3 separate regions of the Mus musculus genome follow, and regions 1 and 3 are each linked to region 2. Evidence: chromatin contacts called from public promoter capture Hi-C data. All regions are on one chromosome and are shown on one strand. The core of a region is the stretch at or near the end of the contact, and the rest is flanking DNA. Distances in the headings are between cores, read along the strand shown. Region 1 overlaps Smg5 (Smg-5 homolog, nonsense mediated mRNA decay factor (C. elegans)). Region 2 has its middle 3.2 kb from the start of Snord73a. Region 3 has its middle 3.7 kb from the start of Mef2d.

Region 1 (4,423 bases), core at 1,846-4,345, 2.2 Mb before region 2:
AAGCTTAACACTCTTCATTCCCCACATGGTCTCTTCTCTGTCTTAGTTACTTTTTTCCCTTCACATGACCAATCCCCTTCAACTCAAATGCCATTTTTATGGTCCCAATCTAGTGGATGTACAAGCTGCAGACAGAATCAAGGATTCTCATCTGTTCTCTCAGGGAAGCCAGAGACTTCACTAGAGTACCATGAGGTCAGGAGGTTAAAGGTAATGTATATTAATTTATACCAGCAAAGCTACTCATAAAGGCAGGCAGGGAAATAGACTCTGTAGTTCAAGTCCCCAGCTTACTTGTTCCTCAGGCTAACGTTCTCTGGTTTGAACACTTCCTGATAAGCAGCTTTGTTGCAAAGGATGAGATCTAGCCGATGCACAGCCTCCACCACAGCCCTGCAGTGAAACAAAGAGCCCCTGAGTCAGACACATAGTTCACTTTGGGTGCCAGAATACAGATTCTAAAGAAACTCTGAAATGGGGAGGAGAGGGAAGGGGAGAGAAATGGAAGGGAAGGCTGAGGGTTAGGAAAATGAAGAGGCAGACTTCACTCAGATACAGCAGCCCTGCTCAAGGGATGTGGCAAAAATTAAGACATTGTCTGTCTCTCTGCCTGAGGAAGGCACTATTAGCATTTAGTGTATTCTACTAAAATTTTTCTGATACACAGATGAGCCTACCAAAATAAAAAAAAATTACCCTTTGGGGGTCATGATGTAATCCTAGGACTTCAAAGGCTGAAGCAGGAAGATTACTTACAATGACAACTTCAAAAACAGCCTGGACAATGTAGCAAGGCTCAGTGTAAGAAAATTACCCTACCCATGATGTCAACAGTATTAAGGTGGAAACCCCTCACAATAGGAAGAGTACCGACTTCCAGACACAGAAGCTCTAGGGTTCTAACCCTGACAAATTACCCAGCCTCTTAAAGGTCACCATATTAATAAAAATGAGTCACATAATGCAGGTACGTAGAATAGTTTTATAAGATTTAAATGTAACGATCTATTTACAGCTTTAGCATTCAGTAAACATTCAATTCAGAGCGATGGAGTGGATTCTTATATAAGAGCTTATCATCTCTGACATAAAAGAAAGAAGTTCTCAGTCTGGGAAGATGGCTCACTGGTAAGAACAATTAGTGTGCAAATGTGAGGATCTGAGCCTGAATTCAAGCACACACAGAGTGGACATGACTGTGAGTAACTGAGACTCATACATGCACAACCCTTTCATGTATATGCATATACTTTTAAAAAAAATCTTAACAAAAATAAGGCACCATGGGCTGGCAAAACTTGATGTCAGGCCTGATAACCCAAGTCTGACTCTGGAGCCCCACCCACATGGTGAGGGAGAAGACTGACTCCCATGAAGTCATGGGACACTCACCTGGAGTCATGAAGTTGTCCATGATTCCAGATGAGTGTCAGGGCTATTATGTATGCACAAGGGCAAATGCTTTGAAACAGCACACACACACACACCTGAGGCCAGAGGAGGGTGACAAATTCTCTGGAGCTAGAGTCAGAGGTAATTGTGAACTATGGGTTTTAAGATTCAAACTCTGGAAGAAAAATATGTACTCTTCATCTCTCCATTCTGAAACACAGACACACACGTACACAGATACACAGGTATATGTTTATTCATACTTTACTCATTATAACAAAACAGAGGTCTCAGAAAAAAAAAACCACATTTCTCTCATATTCAAAATCTCGTGTGTGTATAGATATACACGTATGTATGTGGGTGTGTGTACATGTAAACAAATGTGCCCATGCATATAGTATAAAATAAAAGAGAAGAAAATATAAAGGGATGAGGAAAGATTGAGTCCATGTAGCTTATGAAATATAAGGATAAGTGTTTTTCTAGTTCTAATTCTGTCCTGAGATTTTTTTTGAGTGAATTATAAATTTAATGTGAAGTATGCTAAAAGTATGCATATACACAAATAAATAAAAGCAAAAAAAAAAAAAAAAAAAAAAAAAAACCAACAAATAAACAGAACTGAGTGACCGTGTATAGTCCCAGCATTCACGAACTAGGGGGGCACATGAGACTGTCTCAAAGAGGAAATGGTGGCATGGCCTGATGGCTCAGTTAAGGGTTAAGGCTTTGGATGAAGTCTGCTGACGACCTCAATCTGTCCCTGAGTTCTACAGAGTAAAAGGGAAAAACTGACTCCCAGAAGTTGTCCTCTAACCACCACACAAGCTCTGGTACTTAATGGCACAAGTATGCCCATACTCGTGTACATACGAAATAGATGAACAGAACTTTAAAAAAAAAAAAACACTTCAGCTGGGCAGTGGTGGCGCACACCTTTAATCCCAGCACTTGGGAGCCAGAGGCAGGTGGATTTCTGAGTTCAAGGCCAGCCTGGTGTACAAAGTGAGTTCCAGGACAGCCAAGGCTACACAGAGAAATCCTGTCTCGAAAAAACCAAAAAAAAAAAAAGACTGTAGGCTTGGAAGCAAACTTCATGGGCTCTAATTTCATCTCTATTCATAACCAGCTCTGTGGTATTGCATATACTTCAGCTCACCTTACTATAAAATGGAAATATGACAATTAACTGCTTTGTTAAAAAAATATAACACTCATGACAATGCTCGGTAAATGTTCAATAAGCATTAATTTCCCTCCTTTTTGTTATATAATTGAGGTGTTTGATTCTAGAAGCTAAGAGGCAAGTGAGCCACCATAGCAAAGACAGCCACAGAAACTATACCACAGATGCCTAAGAAGTCCCCAAAGTAGGCTCTTCTCTAGTTTACACAAAAGTATGGCAAGTAATAGCTATGGAAGCAGGCAAATTAAGCTCTGCTGTAGACACAAAGGCAATCCAAACACAGACTGACGATGCCAGAACAAACCAAGATGTGCTCTTAGGCCAGAGAAAGTGGACCACAGCAAGCCTGGACTCTGTATGACCCAGTAGCAAGCACACTACTAAAAGCTACCCTACATAGGGCCAAATGACTGACAGCACCCAGCTGAACGAGTGGGCTGGAAATCAAAGCATTCTCACAGACAAGCTTGATAACTAAATATTCTGGAGTTCAGTCACCTTTCAGGCTACCTAGAAGTGAGAGCCAAGCCCTTTCTGCCAAGCTGGACTTCAATGCTAGAGGCAGCAGCTTAGTCCCTTGGACAGGGTGAGTTTGTTAGGGACAGGATCTTGCTGTCTTCATTCTCCGAGTTCAAATTCAAGTGACTGTCCTGTCTAGGCATCCTGAGCCCAAAGGGGCTTCAGTACCACAGGCAGACTTAATAAGAGTATAGGTGTTTTGTTTTTTTGTTGATGCCACTTGAAGACTGAACCCAGAGCCTCCACTAACCTACTACACCCCCAGCCCAAGCATTTGTACTTTTATGAACAGACTCCAGAAATTTCATTACATTCTCAATTATGTATTTATTTATCTTTTGTTTTTTTTTTTTTTTTTCCAAGACAGAGTTTCTCTCTGTGTAGCCTTGTCTGTCCTGGAACTCAGAAATCCGCCTGCCTCTGCCTCCTAATTACTGGGATTAATTAAAGGCGTGCACCACCACGCCCGGCCTCAATTTTTAAAAAGAGCTCCAAAGAGAAACACTTAGCTCTGGGAGTACTTAGCACCTCTTCCCCATTCTCTATCAGACCATAAGCTTCTTCAAGAAACTATAGAACCTTGCCAGAGCGCACGCCTGTCGTCTCAGCACTCAGGAAGCAGAAGCAGGCTTATCTCTGAGTTCCAGCCCAGTCTGATCTACAGAGAGAGCTCCAGAACAGCCAGGGCTCAAGAAACAAACAAAACTATAATCTCCCTTTGAAAAACCACAAAAATTAGTCTTGTCTCAAATCAAAGTCGTACAAATATTTCTAAAATAAGTACAGAGTTAATAAACCTAATAAATTCAGTGGTGTTTATAGATTCCCCAGCAACCCCTTTCTTCCTTCTTTTTCTTTGGATAGCCTTAAAAGAAATCAAAATGCTCTATTTGTAGATTGCTAGCTTCAGGAGTTTTTCCAATTTTCTGAAACTCAATGACAGCTCCACAGACTAACACATTTATCAAAAGTCAGAATGTCATCACCAGTGCCTTACACACACACACACACACACACACACACACACATGCATGTACACACACCAAACACAAACATAACAAAACTGGCTGCCTCAGTTGTTTACCCTGCTCAAAACCAACACAGTCACAGATAACCCCCCCCCCACACACACACACACATACCCACATACATACATACAAGTCACATACTGCAAGCAACCTGTCACACACCAGCTCAACCTGTCAGTCCTGAGAAAGGAAGGTGTGAGAAATTGAGAAAGCTGGCCTGACACAGTCAGAAGATTGTCCAGAGCCATTCCCCAGGCTGGAGACAAGCAAGGAATATCGAAGACACTGCCCACGC
Region 2 (4,135 bases), core at 1,357-3,856:
CCTGAAAATAGAAACCAGCATACTCCCAAAGTTCTTTTCTCCCTTTAAATAACCACACTGCTCAGTAGCAGAGTTAGTTATAAAGTAGCAGCAACAAAGATGGTTTTATCATGGCAAAAAGGGTCACAGCATTAGGGTGGTTAGGACCACTGGGTTAGACTATATATACTTGGTGAACCAGAAGACTGAAAACTGAAAATCATAAGATTTTATGAAGCCCAGGGATCATCCAGATCTCGGGCCTTACATGTGCTAGGTAAGTGCTTTGCCACTGAGCGTGTGTGTGAGTGTGTGTGTGTGTGAGAGAGAGCGTGTGTAAATGTGTACATGTGCTAGGTAAGTGCTTTGCCGCTGAGCCTGTGTGTGTGTGTGTGTGTAAACGTGTGCATGCCACTCCAGAAAGTTCATATTTATGGAGATCCCTAGATTTTTCCAATAGATAACTCAGTTTCTTAATTTTCATTAAGCAGTTCCCCCCCCCCCCCAGTTTTAGCCTATACATTCACAGGGTAAAATTTTAATAATCCTCTAGGCAAATAGTCTTGTTTAAAGTATTAACAAAATAGGTGCCTTAGACATGGTAGCAAGCAAATACTATCACAACTACTTTTCTAGCTGTGAAGTATTAGTTGATAGATGTATCTCAGGCGAGCCTGTTGATGTAATAGCTGATTTCATTTGTGGGCTTGAGTCAGATAACCAGCATCCTTCCTGGGTGAATAGGAGTCAGTTGGTGTAAAGTTGGGTCATTACTAGGAATTGAATTTGTGTGAAAGTTGGTCTTCCCCTTACTACCATGAGGCTGGATATTTGTAAGATTGAAATTACTTAGTCTGCTATATCTTTGAGTAGGTATTTAGGGTAGCCTACCTATAGGCCACCCTGAAAATCTGTTAGAAGTGCCTCCAAAGGTCTTTGAAATTATTTTACCTTAGTCTATCATAGAAAAGCAGATTTTTGAAATAAAGACAAAACTTAAACCTTTCATTTGTTTCTTTAGCGTGGACTGAGGGTAGACTAACTTGAGGAGGGGGAGTAAGTCCTAGGGAGACTATTCTCATAAAGGATGGGCCATTGTAACAGAATAATGTGGGGAATGGATCACCTGCAATGCTGTCAACACTGCTCAGCCTTTTGGTCTTCATTTGGCTCCAGTGCTTTAAGTATTTAGTGACCATTACTAGGTTGATGGCAGCAGTTACTTGGTTATCTGAAGCTTGTCTCTGGGAGTCACTTCTCAGGAAGTTCTTTGAGTTCATTAATATTTACATGTACTTTATATCCAGAAGTTTTAAGAAATATTTTTATGTATATGTGTGTGTCTCAATGTATCATGTGCCTGCAGAGACAGAAGAGGCGTGTCCTCTGGAACTCAAGTTCAGATAACTGAGCGGCCGTGTAGGTGCTGGGAACTAAGCATGGGTGCTCTGGAAGAGCGGTTCCACAAAACAGGTTTACCTTGGAGCCCAGGCTGGGCTCTTAAACTTCTAGGAATTGCTGAGATTACAGCTAAGTGCCACCATCCTTTAAACATTTGAATGAGACTTCTGTTAGTCACAGGAGTAGAGGGCAGGCCCAAGCGGTGCTGGGACTTCATGTCTAAAGTTTTTACTGCAATGACAGATGCCTTGTCTGACAAGAGTGGGAATCTCCTGAGACTTATCTGTCACACTGCCACCTGTGAGGTATTGATAAAGAGAACAGTAGTCCATTGGTCTGACGCACTTTGAGTCATTGTGCCTGAGACTTGGAAGTAAAAAGGGATGGAGAAGTAGACTTGGCTCCCTGGTTTTGCATAAAGTGGTATGTCAGCTTTTTATAACTGAAACCAGTGCTACTTTGTTGATGGGAAGAGAAGTGGCTTATTTGAGTTCATATTTGACCAACTGGATCCTATTGCTTTGGGTGTATGGTGGTGGATGCATCATAGCAAGAGTGGCAGAGGAGCCCCATTTACCTTGTGACTGCACTAGAAACCAGAGAGCATATCTATGACCAAAGACCCGTTTGACCAAAGAGCCCTACCCAAAGGCTCTATATAGTGTGTGGACCTGAGATCGGTGCTGCAGGTTGGCTTTAGCTGTGCTGGTGAGAAGGCTTGCTGATGGTAACTAATGAAATGTCTGAATGAATCGAATTCTACCCTCTGTTGGTTAGTTTAACAGTAGCCTTTTAGGGTAGCATCGAAAATCAAGGTTGCCCAAGTGTGTCAAACAGAAGTGGCTTAGGCAACCTTCTACAAACCCTGTGTGTCTACATACATGTTCTATGTACAGTATACCAAAAATAAAACCTTGTGGCTGCTCTTTGCATGTGCCATGTTATACTTACACATATCCAGTGTAATCCTGAAGGATGAGGTAATGTCTCCCTTGGTATCACAGCCATTACTTTGAGTGGTAAAGTCCTTGTATTTTGATTCCATAGCCTCGTGTCTTTGTTAGTGAAATGACAGTAACCCACATGTGTAAACATGAAGCACCAATTACAGGCACTTTACTTTGATTCAAAAGCATATCAAAAAGTATTTGTGGGCTAGAGAGAGCTCAGTGGTTGATTGACTGACTGCTCTTCCAGAGAACCTGCGATCAATTGCTACCACCCACATGGTGGTTCACAATTCTCTGTAACTGGTTCAGCAGGTCCAAAGTCCGTGGGGAACAAGCATGCGTGTGGTACACAAATAACATGGAGGCAAAGTAATTCACACACTTTAAAAAGTAAATATTTCAGCATGAATCTTGGTTAGCTTTCTGTTATGGTGATAGAGGTTGCTTAGCAGCACTGCCTTTGCCTGGGTGACCAAAGTATAACATTAAATTAGGGGTGGCAGTAGATGTTGCTTACTACATGACAGCCAAGATGCAAAAGAAGGTACCAGGGTCCCAATATGTACCAGGTTTCTGCCTCCCAAGCAGAGTGAGATTGAAAGCTTGCACCCATGTTTTAAGAAGTAAACAACCTCCAAATATCAGGAAGTCCCTGAAACTTAAAAGGTTCACAAGGGCCCTTGCTCCCTGAGGTTGTATAAACAGTAAGGATTACTGGAGGAATGAGACTCTTAGGCATATATGAGACTCTCACTTGTTATGTTGCCTGAGAATTCTGTGGAAATGCCAAGATTAGAGCTTTTATAAGTGATCATCTATACTTCAGTGTTGAGGTAGACTTTTCAATGATGCACCTGCCTTGAAATCACGACTACTCCTTTTTGTTTGTTTTTTGGTTTTTCGAGACAGGGTTTCTCTGTGTAGCCCTGGCTGTCCTGGAACTCACTCTGTAGACCAGACTGGCCTTAAATTCAGAAATCCGCCTGCCTCTGCCTCCCAAGTGCTGGGATTAAAGGTGTGAGCCACCACTGCCCAGCTTCATGCCTACTCCTTAACCCACACTCTTGTAACCCCAATAAACTGGTTAAGTAAAAATTAAAAGAGAAAAAAGCATGCACCTGGCCCTGAGTTTTATTTTTGAGAGATCCTGGAATTTGATATGTAGACCTGTAGTGGTGAGACTAAAGGTGTGTCTAATACCTGACCTAATTATTTTTTAAGTAAGTTTCACTACATTTATATTGCTTAGATTGGTTTCCGGTACTGGGCCTCTCATCTCAGGTTCAAATGCATACCACTACTTTGATTTGATCTTATTCCTAGATATTGTCTAAAAGAGATGAGACATCATGTTCACACAACAAAAACTAGTTTTGAAAGTTGGTTTGGACCAGAATGGTCCTTTTTAAGTGCTTATGTTTGAATTATTAGTCTCCAGTTAGTGGGACTGTTTTGGAATTACCAGGTATAGCCTTTTTGGAGGTGTGCCACTGGGCTTTGAGGTTTCAAAAGTTCAGGTGAAGCTTGGTGTGTCTCTCTGTAGTTTGCAGATCAGGATGTAAAACTCAGCTCTTCAGCCGGGCGTGGTGGCGCACGCCTTTAATCCCAGCACTCGGGAGGCAGAGGCAGGCTGATTTCTGAGTTCAAGGCCAGGCTGGTCTACAGAGTGAGTTCCAGGACAGCCAGGTCTATACAGAGAAACCCTGTCTCAAAAAATAAAAACAAAAACAAAAAACCCCAAAACTCAGCTCTTCAGCCACTGCCATTGTCTGTCACTCTAAACCGCGAGCCCCCATTAAATGCTT
Region 3 (4,156 bases), core at 560-3,059, 2.0 Mb before region 2:
CTGGAGAAACCGTTTAGTCATCAGGGTGTTTATTTTTCCGGCTGTTTCCCGACGTCGGGAAAAGCAGAATGTTGAGACTGGAGAGATTCAGGGCTGCTGGAAAAGACGTCTTAGGAACAGGCCTGGGAACACAGCCTTCAGGCCATTGGGTCCCAGCTTGTAGGAAAACAAAACAGGATGGGCCCGGGACAGCTAAGCCCTCAGGAGTGTTCAACCTGCCTCAACCTTGGAGGCTCTCCAAGCTAGAGAACCTAACTCAGTTTGTTTCTCAAAACATAACCAAGGCCAGAAGAAAATTTTTTTCCCAGAATCCCCCTCCCCAGCCTCTCCCTAACTAACTTGGTGAGCTTCCAGCGAGCCATGATCCCAGCCAATCTCAAATATGAGGCTGGCCGTCCATGGCTGTGATTGGTTGGCTGGCCCTCTTTAGACCTGGAATGTTGAGTCCTTTAAAAAGGAATGAGGAAGGAAGGTGAGTCACCTGGGGAAGATATTAAAAGACTAGCAGGAAGAGCTCCGAGAGCTCAGGGAGGTGGGGGCCCTGGACACTCACTGCTGACTTGACAACTCACAGGAGACCAGAATAGGGGGCAGTAAAACTACAAGTGGGACAAAACTCAGACTGTGAAAACGTCTTGGGAGAGGTCTTGATTTCCACGAAAGACTGAAAAGGGCCAAGGTAATGTTGGAAGTTAGATGAAAATTGGACTTCCTGAAAGTGACTCTGAGTTCTTTTCTTCTGGCCCTTGAATTTCCCATCCCAGAATCCTCTGGGTGGCAAATGACTGAGTCTCGTGCTTCCTCTCCTACCTCTGGCTGTGCACCATTTCTTGTTAATCAGTTTATTCTGTTAGCGTACCATGCTGCATATTTAGATGTCGGAGGATAATTCTACGGCGTGGATCTTCCACTTTTCCATTTGTTTCAGGATCAAACTTCCGTGGCCAGGCTTGCATGGCAAGCGCTTTACTGCCTCAGTCATCTCGCCCATCTGTTCTAAAGAAAAGTCACCTTCCAGCCCTGCTGTAAAACCTTGATACCCACCGACATCCTAAAAAGAACACCCTGTAAACTCACATGCATCTTCACAAAGCTATCTGGCAAATAAAACTTAATCCTCCTTTATCCACCCCTTCTCAAGCTTCTCCAGTTCACCTGAACTGGAAAGGTCCCTGTTCCTCTCAGCACCCTCTTCTACCTGGCAGTCAGTCCTTACTCAACCTAGGAAAAGTGCTCTAGCCTTCCCCTCTAGTCTGGTGAGCTGCTTGGCAGATCCTCCTCCTCTCACCTTCCCCTCCCCTGCGCCATCTGGACAGTTCTCAATCCCCACCTCCACCCGCGACTCCACCACCGAGTCATCCTTCCTTTAGTTTTTGGATGATCACCGCAAAGACCCCCAATTCTTCCCCGCATCTGCCACCAAGCTTGCGAACCGGACCCTCAGCAGGTGGGCGTGTATTTTCTCCGCGGGAAGGTGGGACGCTCCACTCCGCCCTTGTCTCCTCTGGACGCACTAGCTTGCTGGGTTTGTTTATTTCCTAAGGTATTCCTCACCAGCTCCTGAGTTCCTGCGGGGATGCAGAGCTGGCGTGGAACGCGCTTAGCAAATGTATTCGCGCAGCCCTGTGAGTCAGAATTGTGCAAACTCTGCTGAATACCTCATTTCTGCATTCATAACCATGGTAGATAAGGACAGGGGTTGAGTCTGGGGGTCCTACAACTCCACTTCAAGCCAGAGTTGGGGTAAAGGGTAGCAGAGTCCGCCAGAAACTTGTCCAGGTCCGTGTGGCACAGTAGTACCCTATGCTGAGAACCGGGTGCCTTGGGACCAGACCTGGGGACAAGAGCAGAGGGCCCTGGAGCTGAGGGACAGCGAATGGTGCCAGAGCGGTCTCGGGTCCGTGTACCCCCCACAGGAGCTCCCTGCCCCCGGCTGGGCAGGATGTGGTGGCAGCTGCAGTTGGGTGGGCAGGATGTGGGGGTGGGGGCAGACAAACACAACCTTACAGTAGTCTCCCCCCCACCCCCAGCTTCTGCCTCCACCCCCTCCGGGTCACGTGCTCCCAGCTTGGGCACCGACGGACTATTTCTCTTTTTCCGCGGAAGAACATACCAAACTCATAGCCTTGGACTTAAGTTGTATCACGCCATTTTCTTGCCTCTATTCCCAGCCTAGGGCAGAAAGTTTGCCCAGGACGTATTTCTGTAAAGCGCGAATTAACTCAAGAGAGGCCCCTTTAAATGCAAATGAATCGCCTTCTTGCTCCGCTCCCCCCAACCCCCATCCCAACTTCTCTCCTCGTGCCCAAACTCCACCAGCTGCTATTGACGTCAAGCATGCGTCAGCATCGCCAGCCCAACCAGACAGCACGTGGGGGAAGAAGGCAATCTTAAAGGGCCAGTAGCTCAGGGCCTGTTACTGGAGAAAGGAAAAGCGAAGTGGGGTGTTAGAAACTATAGGAACAGGAAGAATTGCAGAGACATTCAGAAGGACTGCAAAAGGCCGACGAAGTGGCTCAGCGGATAAAGGTGCTTCGGTACCAGCCGGAGAAGCAACTTCCCAGAGTTATCCTCTGAGCTTCACACATAACATCTCTCCCCTGCACACCATACAATACTAATAAATATTTTTAAAAAGAATTTCTGAGGTAGGAGAGTGTATTCTTTTCCTTTTTATTTGTTTTTGCTTTTCAAGACAGGGTTTCTCTTTGTAGACCTGGTTGTCCTGGAAACTCACTCTTTAGATCAGACTGACCTCGAACTCAGAGATCTGCCAGCTTCTGCAGGTGTTAAAAGTAAGTGCCACTGCCACCCGGTGGCGCTTTTTAATTTTTTAAATTAATTATTTATTTTTACTTTCTATTGTGTTTGTGGAGATCAGAAGACAACTTGTAGTTGGTTCTCTCCAGCTTGTGGGTTCTAGGGTTCAAACTCAGATCATTGGGCAGTTTGGGGCTGCAAGGTTCTTTACAGCAGAGCCTCCATGCCATAGCCCCTTTTAAATCCTTTCTTTGCGCGCTCTCTCTCTCTCTCTCCCTCTCTCTCTCTCTCTCTCCCCCTATTTTCCCTTCCTGTCTTCTTCCCCTGTAGGGCCTGAACCTCACACATGCTAAGGACACATTCTACCACTGTGCCGCATCTCCAGCTCAAGAGAGCGAATCCTAAAGCAGGCTTTGCCTTTGGGAAAGAAACCCAGGAGCTGGAAGAGCAGGTTCAGTCTGAAGGCAAAGGAGGCATGCGCTTTAGCTGAGTGGAAGTGTTAGACAGGGACTAGTGGAACTCTGAGTTCCAGGCCAGCTTGGTATATATAGTGAGTTGCCGGACAGACAGCTACATAGTGAGACCTTGTCTCCAAGCACATGAGTGCAGTCTTTTCCCTCACCTTATTCAGTGTGTCTGTCCACAAGTGTTGTGCCTCCAGCTAGTGTAAAGAACAGAGTAGTCGCCCAGTTAAGTATTTGTGGATGGGAGAGTTGAGCCCTGTGCAGGCTCACCTTTTTCAAGAGCCTCTCCTACTTCTGTCAGGCTCACAGAGCACATGCTCAGGTGATCTTGCTTTTGGAATACATACAGCATTTTCTGAGCAGCTCTTGTCTTCTTCCCTTAGAGCCATGCGCAGCCAGATCCCAGCTTCGACTGTTATTAGCTGGCTGACCTTGGACAGTGTTACTTGCTGTGAGCATTGAATTGGGCAATTTCAGTGGTGCTTTTTACTTGTTTATTTGACAGGGTCTCATCCTGTGGCCCTGTGGCATGAAAATCCCCCTGCCTCTGCCTTCAGAGTGCTTTTTTTTTTTTTTTTTTTTTTTGGTTTTTTTTTAAAGGCTTTTTTTTTTTAAGATTTATTTATTATATGTAAGTACACTACATCTGTCTTCAGACACTCCAGAAGAGGTCGTCAGATCCTGTTAGGGATGGTTGTGAGCCACCATGTGGTTGCTGGGATCCGAACTCTGGACCTTTGGAAGAGCAGTCGGTGCTCTTAACCGCTGAGCCATCTCACCAGCCCCAGAGTGCTAGTTTTAAAGTGTATGTCGTATGCCGCAGTGCCCAGCTAAGCAATTTTTTTTTTTTTCTAGACAGGGTTTCTCTGTGTAGCCCTGGCTGTCCTGGAACTCACTCTGTAGAGCAGGCTGGCCTTGAACTCAGAAATCGA

Evidence for each region. Promoter capture Hi-C pulls out the DNA fragments that hold promoters and counts their contacts.
Region 1: a contact with region 2 is called in a promoter capture Hi-C map of liver, with 6 times the contacts expected there. The contact joins two enhancer-like sites.
Region 3: a contact with region 2 is called in a promoter capture Hi-C map of liver, with 4 times the contacts expected there. The contact joins two enhancer-like sites.

Annotation. Positions count from the first base shown.
Region 1 is chr3:88,337,828-88,342,250 of GRCm38.p6, reverse strand. Smg5 (Smg-5 homolog, nonsense mediated mRNA decay factor (C. elegans)) reads right to left here. Exons shown (of 22, transcript NM_178246.3): 2 at 295-393. Among named protein-coding and RNA genes, the nearest start is that of Smg5, 3.8 kb to the right of the region's middle. Within about 2 kb of position 3,095, at least 11 of the 459 cell types and tissues checked have an H3K27ac peak or open chromatin away from gene starts, as enhancers often do. A contact at or near this core is called in liver, where this site is marked.
Region 2 is chr3:86,133,637-86,137,771 of GRCm38.p6, reverse strand. No RefSeq gene overlaps it. Among named protein-coding and RNA genes, the nearest start is that of Snord73a, 3.2 kb to the left of the region's middle. Within about 2 kb of position 2,606, at least 7 of the 459 cell types and tissues checked have an H3K27ac peak or open chromatin away from gene starts, as enhancers often do. A contact at or near this core is called in liver, where this site is marked.
Region 3 is chr3:88,136,619-88,140,774 of GRCm38.p6, reverse strand. No RefSeq gene overlaps it. Among named protein-coding and RNA genes, the nearest start is that of Mef2d, 3.7 kb to the left of the region's middle. Within about 2 kb of position 1,809, at least 406 of the 459 cell types and tissues checked have an H3K27ac peak or open chromatin away from gene starts, as enhancers often do. A contact at or near this core is called in liver, where this site is marked.